Linked DNA regions of Mus musculus: all the other regions are linked to region 4. Evidence: chromatin contacts called from public HiChIP or PLAC-seq and Micro-C data. All regions are on one chromosome and are shown on one strand. The core of a region is the stretch at or near the end of the contact, and the rest is flanking DNA. Distances in the headings are between cores, read along the strand shown. Region 1 holds the start of C030034I22Rik (RIKEN cDNA C030034I22 gene). Region 2 holds the start of Zbtb14 (zinc finger and BTB domain containing 14). Region 3 holds the start of Akain1 (A kinase (PRKA) anchor inhibitor 1). Region 4 holds the start of Arhgap28 (Rho GTPase activating protein 28).

What was found. Hi-C and Micro-C count contacts between places; a contact is called where the count stands out from the background. HiChIP or PLAC-seq counts read pairs in DNA pulled down with a chosen protein or histone mark.
Region 1: an H3K27ac HiChIP or PLAC-seq map of extraembryonic endoderm stem cells shows a contact between it and region 4, with 7 times the contacts expected there. The contact joins the promoter of C030034I22Rik here to the promoter of Arhgap28 in region 4. A contact is called at or near these places in 2 of 39 promoter capture datasets (the 3T3-L1 cell line and stem cell-derived epiblast-like cells), 4 of 115 datasets of contacts at active chromatin or transcription factors (astrocytes, embryonic stem cells, epiblast stem cells and 1 more) and 1 of 9 other capture datasets (embryonic stem cells).
Region 2: a Micro-C map of embryonic stem cells shows a contact between it and region 4, with 9 times the contacts expected there. The contact joins the promoter of Zbtb14 here to the promoter of Arhgap28 in region 4. A contact is called at or near these places in 2 of 39 promoter capture datasets (embryonic stem cells and hippocampal neurons), 3 of 484 Hi-C or Micro-C datasets (all in embryonic stem cells) and 5 of 115 datasets of contacts at active chromatin or transcription factors (astrocytes, embryonic forebrain, embryonic stem cells and 1 more).
Region 3: a contact with region 4 is called in an H3K4me3 HiChIP or PLAC-seq map of stem cell-derived neural progenitor cells, with 6 times the contacts expected there. The contact joins the promoter of Akain1 here to the promoter of Arhgap28 in region 4. A contact is called at or near these places in 2 of 115 datasets of contacts at active chromatin or transcription factors (embryonic stem cells and stem cell-derived neural progenitor cells) and 1 of 9 other capture datasets (embryonic stem cells).

What each region holds. Positions count from the first base shown.
Region 1 is chr17:69,414,814-69,417,790 of GRCm38.p6, reverse strand. It overlaps C030034I22Rik (RIKEN cDNA C030034I22 gene), which reads right to left and starts at 1,344. Exons shown (of 1, transcript NR_026848.1): 1 at 1-1,344.
Region 2 is chr17:69,382,016-69,385,418 of GRCm38.p6, reverse strand. It overlaps Zbtb14 (zinc finger and BTB domain containing 14), which reads right to left and starts at 1,615. Exons shown (of 3, transcript NM_009547.3): 1 at 1,194-1,615. It overlaps Gm49894 (transcription initiation factor TFIID subunit 4-like), which reads left to right and starts at 1,238. Exons shown (of 3, transcript XM_030250167.1): 1 at 1,238-1,319; 2 at 1,408-2,243; 3 at 3,121-3,403. The coding sequence starts at 1,238. The coding sequence ends at 3,168.
Region 3 is chr17:69,437,705-69,440,633 of GRCm38.p6, reverse strand. It overlaps Akain1 (A kinase (PRKA) anchor inhibitor 1), which reads right to left and starts at 1,308. Exons shown (of 2, transcript NM_001145192.1): 1 at 1,093-1,308. The coding sequence starts at 1,108. It overlaps A930029G22Rik (a long non-coding RNA gene), which reads left to right and starts at 394. Exons shown (of 2, transcript XR_003952217.1): 1 at 394-1,457.
Region 4 is chr17:68,002,696-68,006,022 of GRCm38.p6, reverse strand. Arhgap28 (Rho GTPase activating protein 28) reads left to right here and starts at 1,915. Exons shown (of 18, transcript NM_172964.4): 1 at 1,915-2,128. The coding sequence starts at 2,013.

The DNA.
Region 1 (2,977 bases), core at 95-2,594, 1.4 Mb before region 4:
GTCAGGGAAGGTCTCTCTTGGAGCCAACGCGGACTTGACAAAACAGTTGACAATTAGGGCAAAGCACGTACGGCAGAATCATTAGAACCCACAGAAGCCCCGGCCCCAGCGGCGACACCGCGGCGTGGCGATGCCCCCGTGGCTTCGGAAATACCCGCTATCCCTTTAAAAAGTACCCCCCGCAGGCCGGAAGTGACCGCTCGGCGCCACGAGTCGAGCCCCTCGGTGCAGCACGGCCTCGAGCCTCGCGCACGTCCGCGGTCCCGTGGGTTTCCTGCTCTTGCTGCAGTTCTCCGCCGCCAGTCCTCTCCGCGCGGGCAGTTCGGTCACTAAATCTCAGAGACCCGGCGCCTCCCCCAAGCTCCAGCCTACGCCAGGCCTGCTTCCGGGTTCGGCCTGCGCTCCCGGCCCGCTCTAGTGACGCACTTCCGGTGGTGACCAGGCTTGGCTCCGCCCCAAGCTGACACGCGGGCTGATCGGGTTCCCAGCCGTGCACTGTGCTGGGAGGACAGCGAATTCCTGCACCGGGGACCAACTGCTCCGCCACGGCTCGGTCTCTGGGGTTTCTTACCGTCCTGGGCGGAAATGGATAGAATCCGCCAGACCACACGACCCGGGGCCTAACTCTCCAGCCCTGTGACCGCGGCCGTCTGTGTCAAGCTCTCCCTTGGCTCTGCCCAGGGCCCTTGTCGCTTGGCGCTGGGACCTTCAGAAGTTGAAAGGGTTTGCCAGAGGCATCTCAACCACCCTTTCTTAGACTGGCTTTGAAATGGTGTCACCCACCCTCTTGGACTGAATATCTCAGGTCATCTTAGGGTTTCCTCCCGGAATTACTTAGTTTTACACATTCTGGTTCATCCTCTTCTCAAAGGTTGTTTTTTGGATCGAGAAGTTCAGGCAGAAAGCGTTCACTTTCAGTTTTTCCTTGTATCTCTCACGATGCTGTATGACTTGACCTCATAATCTGGTGTCTGGTTAAGTATAAAACTATTCTTTACTTCTCACCCCTCCACAGGGCTGTTTGGATTGTTTCTTTTGTAATAACGTATTATACCGTTTAGAAAACACAGGAAACACAGCTTGGGCGAGTTGGGTGTTTCCTGCTGAAAATTGTGAATATAACGTTTCATGAGAAAAGGAAAAAAAAAAAAGAGCTAATGAGTGGAGCACCCCATCTGAGCTGTGTCCACTTGCCTTGTTCCCTTAAACTAAAACTAATTGCTTCTTGCTAGCACCACCATTGGCTTTTGCAGTCCCCCCAACCCTATTCTGATTTTGTGCTCCTTTCACTGTTTTCTGGCAGTTTTTCTCTGCTTATAAAGATCTTTAAGAAAAAAAGAAAAGAGGAAAAAAAGTTAAAAAAAAAAAGTTTGTTTAAACTCATTCTTTGTATACTCCAAGAAAATTGCAGCTCTTGTTGAAGGCCTTTATCTTTGCACCACTTCCTGTGTTTCTCTGCAATTCATGTGCATTCTTCTGAGGGCTAAGTCAGTTTCTCAACACTTTTACAAACCAAGAATGGATTCCCCCTTGGCCTGGAAGCCATCTCAATAAAATTTTATCATGAAACTATCACTTCTGTCTCCCAGCTTTCTGGAACATTGTCTACCTCAGTGAATACTTGGCTCCAGGCTAAATCTACCCCCAGTAGAGAGATTGGATGTTTGCTTTTTACTTTGAATAGGGAGCAAATTTGTGGGTACTGAAATTGCCTGGTGCATTTAGGATGGCCTCCGTGTAGCTAGTGGTGTCAAGTTCTTTTACTGAAAAACTAGTTCCATTGAGAGTATGTATATAATGGATTCCATCAACTTAGCCTTTGGGCGAGTCACCTCAGCAGATGTCCAGTTACACATATAGCATCCAAGCATAATGCTTATTCAATAGAAAGAGAACTGAAACCTCTCTCAGCAGGCTGATTGGAAAGATACTTGTATTTGTATTTTTCCAGCAATAGTTGAGGCCACACTTAGAGATCTATTGTACAATATAAGATTAAATCAGAGCATTAGATTTCTCTCTAGTTCTTTGAGCCTGCCCTCATGGTTTCTCAAAGACTCTTTAAATGTTTGCCTTACTGAACTTGGATTCTATCACCTGCCCCTCCTCATAGTCTATAAAGTTGAACACTCCCTTTATGCTTTCCAAATCAGTAGTGAGTCTTGGAAAGAAAATACAAAAGTCTCCAGAGCATGGCAAAGCCCACATTGTTATTTGATGTCCAACTGTAGTTGGACAAGTGTATGGCACAGACTGAGAGGCACCAGGGGGAGGAGCTATGGGAAAGGCAATGCTGCCTGGAGTTCATGACTAGAAGAGGGAGAAACTCTTCAGTGCAATTTTGCTTCAGTTGGGAGAGTGTTGGAAGTGTAAAGGTGTGCCTATTCCAGCTGTTGGAGTCAGGGTAGCGTCCTAGGACAGTTTATCCAACGGATCAGCAGGAATAAAGTGAGGGGGGGGAATTATTGGTCTATAGGCAAAAGGATAGCAGTTGAAAAGGTCCAGAGGAATTAAAATGTTCGTGTTCAGGGAACTGCAAATAGGTATCAGAATGGGAGCTGGGGTGATAGGTGCCACTGCCAAGCACACATGAGCAGCCAGTCCCAGATCTGCCTAACTGCAGTGCTACCTGGGTCTCTCTCACGACGTCCACACTCTTTGGTCAAAGTATGTAAAACTACTGAGGTGTGCTAGGCATCCTTGCACCCTCCTGTGCACATAATGACTGAGATGAAGTAAGCTTAACAAGAATGTCTATACTGACTTGCATGTACGTTTTCTCCTGATAACTATGGCTTCCTCAAGCAAAATACAAATTACTGTCCCAATACATTCTTGAAGGCGTATCTATCAGTGTTCTGGTCTAGGAGTTAAAAGGATCTTTTACATCTTATTTTGACCTTTGGCCATGGAGGAGTGATGCTTGCTTGCTTCTTCCTGTTTTCTTATAGAACCCAGGATAACAAGCCCAGGGGTG
Region 2 (3,403 bases), core at 366-2,865, 1.4 Mb before region 4:
ACAGGAAGAAAGGCACAGATTAAGTAAGATTTTTTTTTTCTACATTAAATCCTAAACCAAGTATTTACAAGAGTCACAAAACACTCTGTCCCACCTCTTGCCTATGAACCGTTTTTTGGGGAGACACTGTGAGGCTAACAGTAGTCAGGTCTGGTTCTATGTAAGGACTAGACCCGGAGTAGTCCGTGGTATATATTCTTGAAAACATCAGCACATATATGTTCTTTATCCACACCACTTCCTGTTGGGTGCACATTTTCCTTTAAGAACTATAGACATCTAGATGCATGTTTGAATATCGGACGGCTGCAGGAACACACATACCCAACAGCTAAAGAGTGGAGAAATAAGCATGCCACTTTGTCTACTACACAATTACAAACTTGTCTCCAAGACTGCCATGGAGAAATCTTACATTTTTCTCCCTCCATCCCCGGATGCAGGTTCAAAGAATTTTCTTTCGTTCTTAACTCTCACCCAAAGAACTCCACATCCTGCAGCCCAACAGGCTTTGAAGAACAAAAATTTCCTCTACTGACCACCAATCCCACAAGTGCAGTAGAAGCAGGTGGCCGTGTTACAATACAGTCCTACACAATGACTTTGTCCGAGATTCCACCAAAGGGTCGACATCCTGAGAACCCATAACAAGTTCATACTATAGGAATCACAGGGCTCTGAGTTAGCAGGCTTTCCCATGTGCACGGAGTGAGGGCTGGTAAGATAGTTTCTAAGGATGCTCCCTCCAGTCTTCACCTCAGCCTTCCTGGGTTCTAGATGCACCCTGGGCCGGCAGTCAGCCTAAGGGAAGGCATTCCCTGCAGAAATTCCCTCCGTGGCACTTCTGAGGTCATGGACTTGGGAGAAGAGTGGCCCTATGGTAGCTATGGCAACATATCAGCGTGCGTACGCCTTCTCGATTCTGGTGAGTGTGTAATTCTTTTTCAAAGGAGGTCACAGGGCAATCGGCTCGGTTTTTTTTTCCCCCTATAGAGATGTTCCCATTGCTAAGTTCAAATGAGTCAAACCTGAAGATAACCATTGCCAGTATGTGTGTAAGTAGGTGTAGGACAAGACATAGCCCAACACCTATAATACTATAAAGCAGCTCCTTGCTAGCAGCTCCCCAAATCGCGGGAGCGTTAAGGCGTCCTCACCGAGCACAGAGCCAGGCTTTCCCAAAGCAAACTTACATAAGCAGCCGCAGCCGCCTCCTTATTCCGGAGCAGCTGCGACAATGGCGGCCACACCACTTCCCTGTTGCGACCGCACAACTTGGGAGTGGGGAATCCGGGGCCCCGCGAAAGACATGGGGCGCAGTCCGCGCGTGGGGAGCCCACATTCGCATTTCGCAGCCAATGAGCCGCCGGATGCAGCGAGCCCTCAGCATTCTCTCCTAAACAAAAGCTCCCCTGAGCTGTGCCCGCCAGCGACGGGCCACCTTCCCTTCCACCATCCTCCACTTCTCCAGGTCGCGGCGCGGGCGCGAGGCTCTCTTCCTTGGCCCGCAGCAGCCCCGGCGGCGCGACGAGCTCGGGAGCGGGCATGCGGCCGGTTCCGCAGCCCCGCGCCGCGCCGCGCCCTGCTCCGCCCGCGAGCCCCGAGCTCGCGCCCCGCGCACTCCGCGGCCTGCGCGTCTGGTCCTCCCGCGCCCTCCCGCGGCCAAGGGCGGGGGCGGCGCGCGGCCGGCTCCCCGGAGCTCGGCGGACGCAGGCGGGGGAGCGTGCGCGGGGGGTCCCGTCGGCTCCGGGGGAAACCACAGCTGCGAGGGGCGGCGCCCCGCGGGCCGCGCTCGGGCCCGGCTCGGCCGTCCCCACCCCCACCGCGGTGCACTGCGGCGCGGAGAGCCAGGCGGCCATGAACTCGGCCGCGGAGAGAGAGCGCGCGCGCGGGGCCGCCGCCTGGCCTCTTCCCCACCCGCTCGCTGGCCTGCGCAGCCACCGGGGACGCCCGGCCCCCCACGCCCAACCGCGGCCCACGCCCCGATCCCGCTCGCACCGCGCTGCGCCGCCACATCCTGCAGCTGGCTGCTGCCCCGGAGCTCGGCGGGAACGCGCCTCCTCGCAGCCGCCCCGGCCGCGCCCGCCGCCGGCTGCCCCCGCGTCCCCGCGCCCGTCCCCGGCCCTTCCAGCACCCGGCCCGCGCTTACCTGCAGCTTGGCACCGCTACAGACGCTCGCTGTCGCTGTGGGCTCCCTCGCTCGGCAGCGCGCAAGCCAGGGACGGGATGGACGCGGGGGCACGGTGGGTGGCAGTGTTTTGGATTTTTTTTTAATTTTTTTTTTTCTGAGTTTGGGGAGGGGGTGGGGTAGGGGGGGAATCGTGCACGTCCCTGGTGGTGGCAGCCCTCCTCCTGCACGAGCACACACTAGCCAACCCGCCGCGAACACCCCCACCACCCCCCTCCCCGTGCATGCGCGGTGCGGGCTCCGGGGTAGTGGGGGGGAGAGAAGGCGCGCCGCCGCTTGCGCAGGCACGGAACTGGCTGGGGCCTCCCTCGTGAGCGAGCGAGGAAAGGGTTAATCTGGGACCTGACGGGTGGTTGCTTTCCCTGGGTCTACGGGGCCGCCCGCGGAGAGCCCTGGCCTGCGCACGCGCGCGCACGCGCGCGGCAAGGGGCGCGCGGAGCCCGCGCGCGGGAGAAGGGGGTGGGCGGGGTCGGGGCGGGGCTTCTGCCGGCCAGGGGAGCGAATGCACGAGCTCCTTTCTCGAGCACCCGCCCCCTCCTGGAGCTCCCGACTCCAGGGCTCCCGCCGGCGCCCGGCCTCGGCACTGCGTCGGGAACGCGGGGAGCCTGCGCTCCCGTGCGTGTGCGTGTGCATGTGCGTGGGCCATGTCTGCCCCTGGGCGCGCACGGTTCGGGCGCTGAGCTCGGCCTGGCTTTTGGGCAGGTGTCCCGGTGCACCGTCTGTCTCCCCTGTACCGTCTCGACCGAATATCCAGGCTCATGGCTTGGTTCGTGCCACTGAGGCATTGTTTATGGGGAGCAGGCATTTGCAGAGCAAATGAAGTGCCATTTTTGATTTGGAGTATAAGGGGAAATTCCGGTCACCCTGGACAAACTGCTCAATCCCAAAGCTCTAGATCTACCAGACTAATTGGTGCCTTTACGTTTACCCAGGTACATCCCTCTCTAGCCATCATGTTTCCAGAACTAGGTTGCACTTGATGCTCCCATGGAGAGATCTGATAGCCTGGTAATGTCAGGACATCCATGTAAGTTATAGCTCCGCTGCTGCTGAAACCTTGTGTTCTCTGTGAGGCACTTCCTGATCCTCTTTACCTGCCCTCAGGCCCACGACCTGGAAAGTCCCTTTAGCCCCAAAATTTCTGTTCAACCTGCAATACTGGCAGCTGGATTGAGCTATTGTGCTCCTAAATGTCACTTCACTTCTGCTGCTTTG
Region 3 (2,929 bases), core at 59-2,558, 1.4 Mb before region 4:
TCCCCTGCCCAGGACATTTTCAAACCTGTTTCTCAAATTAAAGACCCCCAAAGCTGACAGAGTGATGCTATGTGTTTCCTACTACCTGCTGTACACTGCCCCTAAAAAGAAGTACAGCCAAAACAAACAAAAACAAGAAGGGGAACTGCGAGAGGGAGTCAGGGCAGGCAAACTGAAAAAGAAGGTTAGAAAGATGAAAGAGAAAAACCAGAGAGAGAGAGAGAGAGAGAGAAACTTTGGACGTAGAAATGTTAACTATAAACGGGTCCACGCTTCATTCAGCCCACCACACACACACACACACACACACACACACACACACACACACCTAGGTCGAGGCCCTAGCAGAAGCACCTGAACGCGCGTGCGCGTGCACAGAGAGAGAGAGAGAGAGAGAGAGAGAGAAAGAGAGAGAGAGAGGGGGGGGAGAGGGAGAGAGAGAGAGAGAGAGGAGAGAGACTGATAAACCCGCCAACCTCAGATAAATTTGACTCTTCAACTTGTAGCCTCCAATCGCAGCAAAAGGACGAAGGTCCTTCGCCACCTGCCAGCAGAAGACGCTGCAAGCGCCCGCGGCGCCGCAGTAGCCTCTCTCCTGCTGCAGTCCCGACAGAGTTTCAGATCCAAATCCATAGGGCTAGCGCTCCTCTTCCCCTCGCCCCGCTCCCCTGCCTTCGACCTCCTCTGGAGGCCCGGAGGAAGGAAGCAGGGCACTTTGCCACTTCTAAGGAAGGGGAGGAGAGGCGGCGACAGAGACTCCCACAGAAGGAGCCCCAAGCCCTGTATCCTTCTCCCCACTCCCCGCCCGCACACCCGCGCAGGTCCGATGCTGGCGAGTGGGCCACTTGCCAAGGTGTCGGTGCTCACTCCGGGTGCCGGGATTCAGGCGGGACTGTGAGACGGAAAGGTTGGGGTTGCAGATGAGGCGGGTGTGGGAGAGGGGCGACCCGGCGGTCTCCACCCCCCGGGCCACTGCAACTCCAAAGCACGCATAGGGACCCCCGTCGTCTTAAAGGCCTTCCCTCCGGGTGCGTTCGCCTCCCGCCCCGCTCCCCGCCTGGACGTCTGCGGAAAAAGAAGATAAAAGAGTACCTGGAGCGAACACCATGACTTCCTTCAGCCGCTACACCCTTGGGTTTCTAGAGGTGGACAGACAGAGGGCGGGAGCCGACGGGGGACCGGGGAACCGCGGGGCCGGGAGCAGACGGGCGCGCAGGGTGCGGGCGGGACGGTCAGCACCTCGGACAGCTCCCTGCGCGCGGTCCCGGGCCGCGGCTCAGCGCTGGGCGCGCGCTGCCTCCACAATGCACCGCTCCGCCGGCGGGAGGAGGAGAGGCAACCCGGCTCAGCTCCTCCTCGGTCCCCGCGCCAGCTTGGCGATTCACCGCCGAAGGAGCAGGGCGCTTCTACCGCTTCCACCGAAGCAGGAAGGACGGAAGGGGAAGCCAGACAGAAAGGTAATTGCCCGGTTTCCCGGCAGGCGCACAACTAATTGCTTCTAACTACCTGCTGTCACTCACCCCCAGGGATGCCGGGCTGACATTTAAGATGAGTTTGTCCCTTTCCCCACATCGCACTAGACTTTACTCCAGAGGCTGAGTTCTTGGAGTGTGGCTGTCTCTGAACAGAGGGAGGAACCACCAAGTTAACCCGTCTTTGCTGTTCACGACTTCTCTGGCTGCCCCAGGCCTCTCAATGTCAGCAAGAGAGCTAAAAGAGAAAAACAGGATGACCTTGCAATGCATGCATGACAAGGGCGCTGCTCGCGGGTCCTGTTCCCCGTGACCACTGGGTCAACTCCCACATTTGCAGGTTCTCAAGGTCATAGCCTGAGAGGAAACGGTGTTAGTCACTGCAAAAAAAAGTACAGATGAGACATGTCTCGGACAAACTCCAACTTCTGCACGGATGAGGAAAAACATCTCTGACATTGATTACATACTTAAGAGCTTGCCCAGATCTGGTTCAGTTGGTATCTGCGCCCTTTACAGTTGGTTCCACCCTGAACAAGGACTTGCTGGATGCTCACTGCAGGCTCCTAACCCGTAGTTCACTTGAAGATATCTGTTCCCTGATTAATGTTGGTGCGGTGTAGGCAACGCTCATTAGATGCCACCAGCTTGCAACACGCGCGTGTGGGTTTCAGTGACAGAGTCAAAAACCACATAAGGATCCCCTTGCCTTGGCTTTTATCCTCCATCTCTGTAGTTGAATGGGGTTGTCCAAAACCAAAGGCAATCAGAGTTTTTGGGCATTCTTCACCTTTTCCTGGAAATAATAGCGCTGTTCTAAAAGCACAGTACTAACAATTTGATTAAAAGCCTTAAGCTCTACCCTGTTTTGGCAAACATAGGCATTTAAATAGCCAGGCTGGCACCGAGTTTGTTCAAAGCCATAATAGGTTGAAAATGTAAATAGTTTCACAAATCTTGAACTACGGTTATCATGGAGGCATCTGGGCAGCTTCAACACAACACAGTCACAAATGCTCTTAGCACCTGGTGTCATAGGAGATGAAACAGATGGGGCCTGCCTCAGCACGATGCAAATCAGCCAATGGGTAGGAAAAATACCCATGCACAAAGGGGTGGAGTCCTCTCATATGCCCAAGATACACCCAAACCCTTGGGAACAAAAACTATCTGCCCCTCTAGTTTCAGCACCGTGGGACACATGAAGCACTATTTGAGATTTGCTTGAATGACTGCCGACTGCTTTAAATAAACACCCCTCCACCACCCTTAATTTTTTACAACTTTGTGTGTTCATGGCCTTTACTCACCGAATGCATAAACAAATATCCACAGGAAAATATCGTGTTAAGAACATCTGAAAACATTCTTAAGGATCAACCAGATGCAAACGCAGGTCCAGCACCTTCCCCATTAACTCACTGTTTAACCTTGGATATGTCACCCTATTTGGCCCA
Region 4 (3,327 bases), core at 666-3,165:
CACTTGTATTCCAGCCATTCATTTCATTCATTCATTCATCCATTCATTCATTCATCACCAAGCCTTCTGACCTAGGTAGGGTTACTATTACTGGAATGAAACACCATGAGCAAAAGCAACTTGGGGAGGAAAGGGTTAATTTCCCTCCCAGTTCCAGTTCACAGTTCTTCATCAAAAGCAGTGAGGGCAGGAACTCAAGCAGGGCAGGAACCTGGAGGCAGGAGCTGAGGCAGAGGCCATGGAGGGGTGCTGCTCTCTAGCTTGCTCACCACGGCTTCTTCAGCATGCCTTCTTTAGAACCTAGGGCCACCTTCCCAGTGCCAGCACCACTCACAATGGGCTACCCCCACTCCCCCAGTCCCTAGTTAAGAAAACACTCTACAGGCTTGCCTACAGCCTGATTCTTATGGAGGCATTTTCTTAATTGAGGCTCCTTCCCCGCAGATGACCTCAGCTTGTGTCAAGTTGATAAACACTATCCAGCACACCTTCCTCTCTGGAGTGTGTGCTATGTGAAACAGGAGGGGCTCTGGGATATGAGAGAGAGAGAGAGAGAGAGAGAGAGAGAGAGAGAGAGAGAGAGAGAGAGAGAGACCAGTTCTTCCAGCAGCTTCCAGTTGAGTAGAAAGCACCAACTTGCTGGAAAATGGTAATTTGATCATGAGTTAGTGGTGGGTTTTCCCCTCAGGCTTTCTACTCCTTGGTGTTTCATTCTGAGAAGTTTCCTGGTTCCATCTGGCCTTTGGGGGAGGGGGGAGGTAAAAAAAAAAAAGACCACGACCTATTAGGAGTCACTCAAGTGGATGCCAGACCAGAGCAAAGAAACACACAAGGCATGGTCTGGAGAGTCTACCTTCATCACAGAGCAGAATGAAATTATTCCTGTAACAAAGCAAGAGCCATTTCTGGAAAGTGGCCGGGGAGTAAGAGGTGGGGGAGGGGGCTTTGATTGATGATCTCTAAGCGGTTTCACAGGGAGAGAATTTTGAAAGCAGTTCCAACCAGAAACACAATCAGGAGAAAGACTATATTGCACTTTTGGGTATGTTATATACAGTGTGTGTGTGTGTGTGTGTGTGTGTGTGTGTGTGTGCATGTGTGTTTATAATCTTCTCCCTTAAAAAGCCCCCTGAAAATAGCATTCATGGAGCCCGTGGCAATAAGGAGTACTTTTCAGACAGTCTGGAAACAGTATCTGTCAGGGACCACAACTGAGTGGAGGAAAGGGATGTTAGGAATGAGGTAAGAGTCTGGCGTTGCAGTCTTGAGGGTATGGGAAGGAAGCTCAGGCTTGCACGTGCAGAGGGAATGGCTTGGGCAGAAGGGAAATCGAATTCGCTGTCACTTAGACTAGCAAACGTCAGTGCCATTCAGCTCTTCAATTTCCGATTCAGATGAGAGTGTTACATTTAAATGAGAGTGTCACATTTTTCTCCCTTTCTTCCCCAGAGCACCCATTCCAGACCTAGCCTTTCTCCCCTTGCCTAAGGCATGGTTTCTGTCTCACTTCTGACTGCCAGGCAGGAAATGTTCCTAGCCATGGGATAAGCCTCCCGTCTGAAGGGGCCGAGGAGGAGGTTGAGAAGAGGAAAGGAGAAACAAAGGAAGAAAAACACAAACTTTACTAGAGCTGCTGGCTGGAGCCGCAAGCTCCAGGCAGGTTTCCAGTTTCCTAGAAGCAGGGATCCGTGGGCGTGGCCCTCAGTGTTTGTTAATCGGCCCGGTGTACTCTGTGGGCGTGCCCTCGGTGTATTAAGCTAATCTGTCTGTTGTACTCTGTGGGCGTGGCTCTTAGTTATGCTAATCGGTGCGCCTTGTTTTGTGGGCGTGGCCCGCGTTGTATGCTAATCTGCCGCTGTACTCTGTGGGCGTGGCCCTTGGGCGGGCGGGGCCGTCCTAGTCGCAGAGCCTTGGGGCGCCGGACGCTCGGGGCCGCTGACCCGCTCCCGGAGCTAGTCCACGTTGGTCTCGGTCTTTGTTCTGGGTTAGCGCGGGGACATGCGCCGCTGAGGATGGAGGTGGAGGACTCGGGCGGCGTGGTGCTGACCGCCTACCACTCGCACGCGCGCTCGCAACCGCAGGGCGCTGAGCCACGCTGCGCGTCCCGGGCCAGCCATCCGCTCAGCAGGTACGGAGCGGCACCGCGGGCCGCGCGCGCGCGCGCCGGGCGGGGCGGGGAGGGGGCAGCGCTTAGGCAAGTTTTTATGGAGTTGATAACTGAGACTGCTCTTTGTATGATCCTGATTGGAGATGAGAAACAGCCTGGGCAAAAAGTCTGTGTGTGGCTGGCTGAGGCTAGCGGGGTACTTGTAGTCTTGACGCAACTTTATCAAGAGTTAGATAAACATACCATTTCTGTGGAAGACTCTCACCATGTACTGGAGAAATTTTAAAATATTACCAAGAACCCAAACACAAGTCGGTTGAAAAGAAAAAAAGTTCTCGCAGACACTCAGATTAACTATTTGAAGCTAAAGTTTTTCTCAAAAGGAAACCTTCACTGACATAACAATTTCACTTCTACTGTAAATACCCTCAATTGTTTAAATACAGTGATGTCATTATTTGATGAGTGCCGGTGCCGATTGTATGCAACCAACGCAATTCCTGTTTATTTCTTTGGGTGACCATGTGCATTTAGTAAGCCAGGGATCTGGAGAACATTGCTCTGGCATGCCCATCTGTTCCGCCAAAGACGGATGGTCAAAAATATTCCAAATGTGAGATGGTTTGCTGTCTGGCGTGTTTAGGGGAAGTTCCTTTGCTATTCTCTACGACTATATCAGTGGACGTTTTTACTTATTTATTTTGAAGCCTACGCTAATGCGTGTTTTGATATCATCTCCTAATGGCATCTTACATCACTGTTATTTTCAATTACTTGCTTTTCCTCACACTCTTAACTTTATGTGATTATAATTACTGCTGTTTCCCAATTTAATTGATTTGTGACTATGTCACATAATATGCTTTGGACGGTATCCATGAGATGAACCAATCGCACTGGCTTAGGAATTATACTGGTCTTCGCTAACAAAGAAATTATTGTTTCTTCCAGAGAGAGCAGGTTGAGTCAAATCTCATTTTAAAACAGACAGTGAGAGATGTACCAGTTTTCTCCGGCAGTCGGAGTCACGCACATCATTTTGACTCAGCTTGAAGATACAAACTCTTCTTTGTATTGAGTGTGTAATTCTTTTAGAAGAAAGTACCATCTTGACTAAATAGATGGGATTGGATGCAAGGCAGGGGCCAGTTTTCTACATTCTTAAGTGGCTTGGGTGTAGCTTAAACCCTAGCAGCTGTCCCTGTGGGCATCAGCCAGAT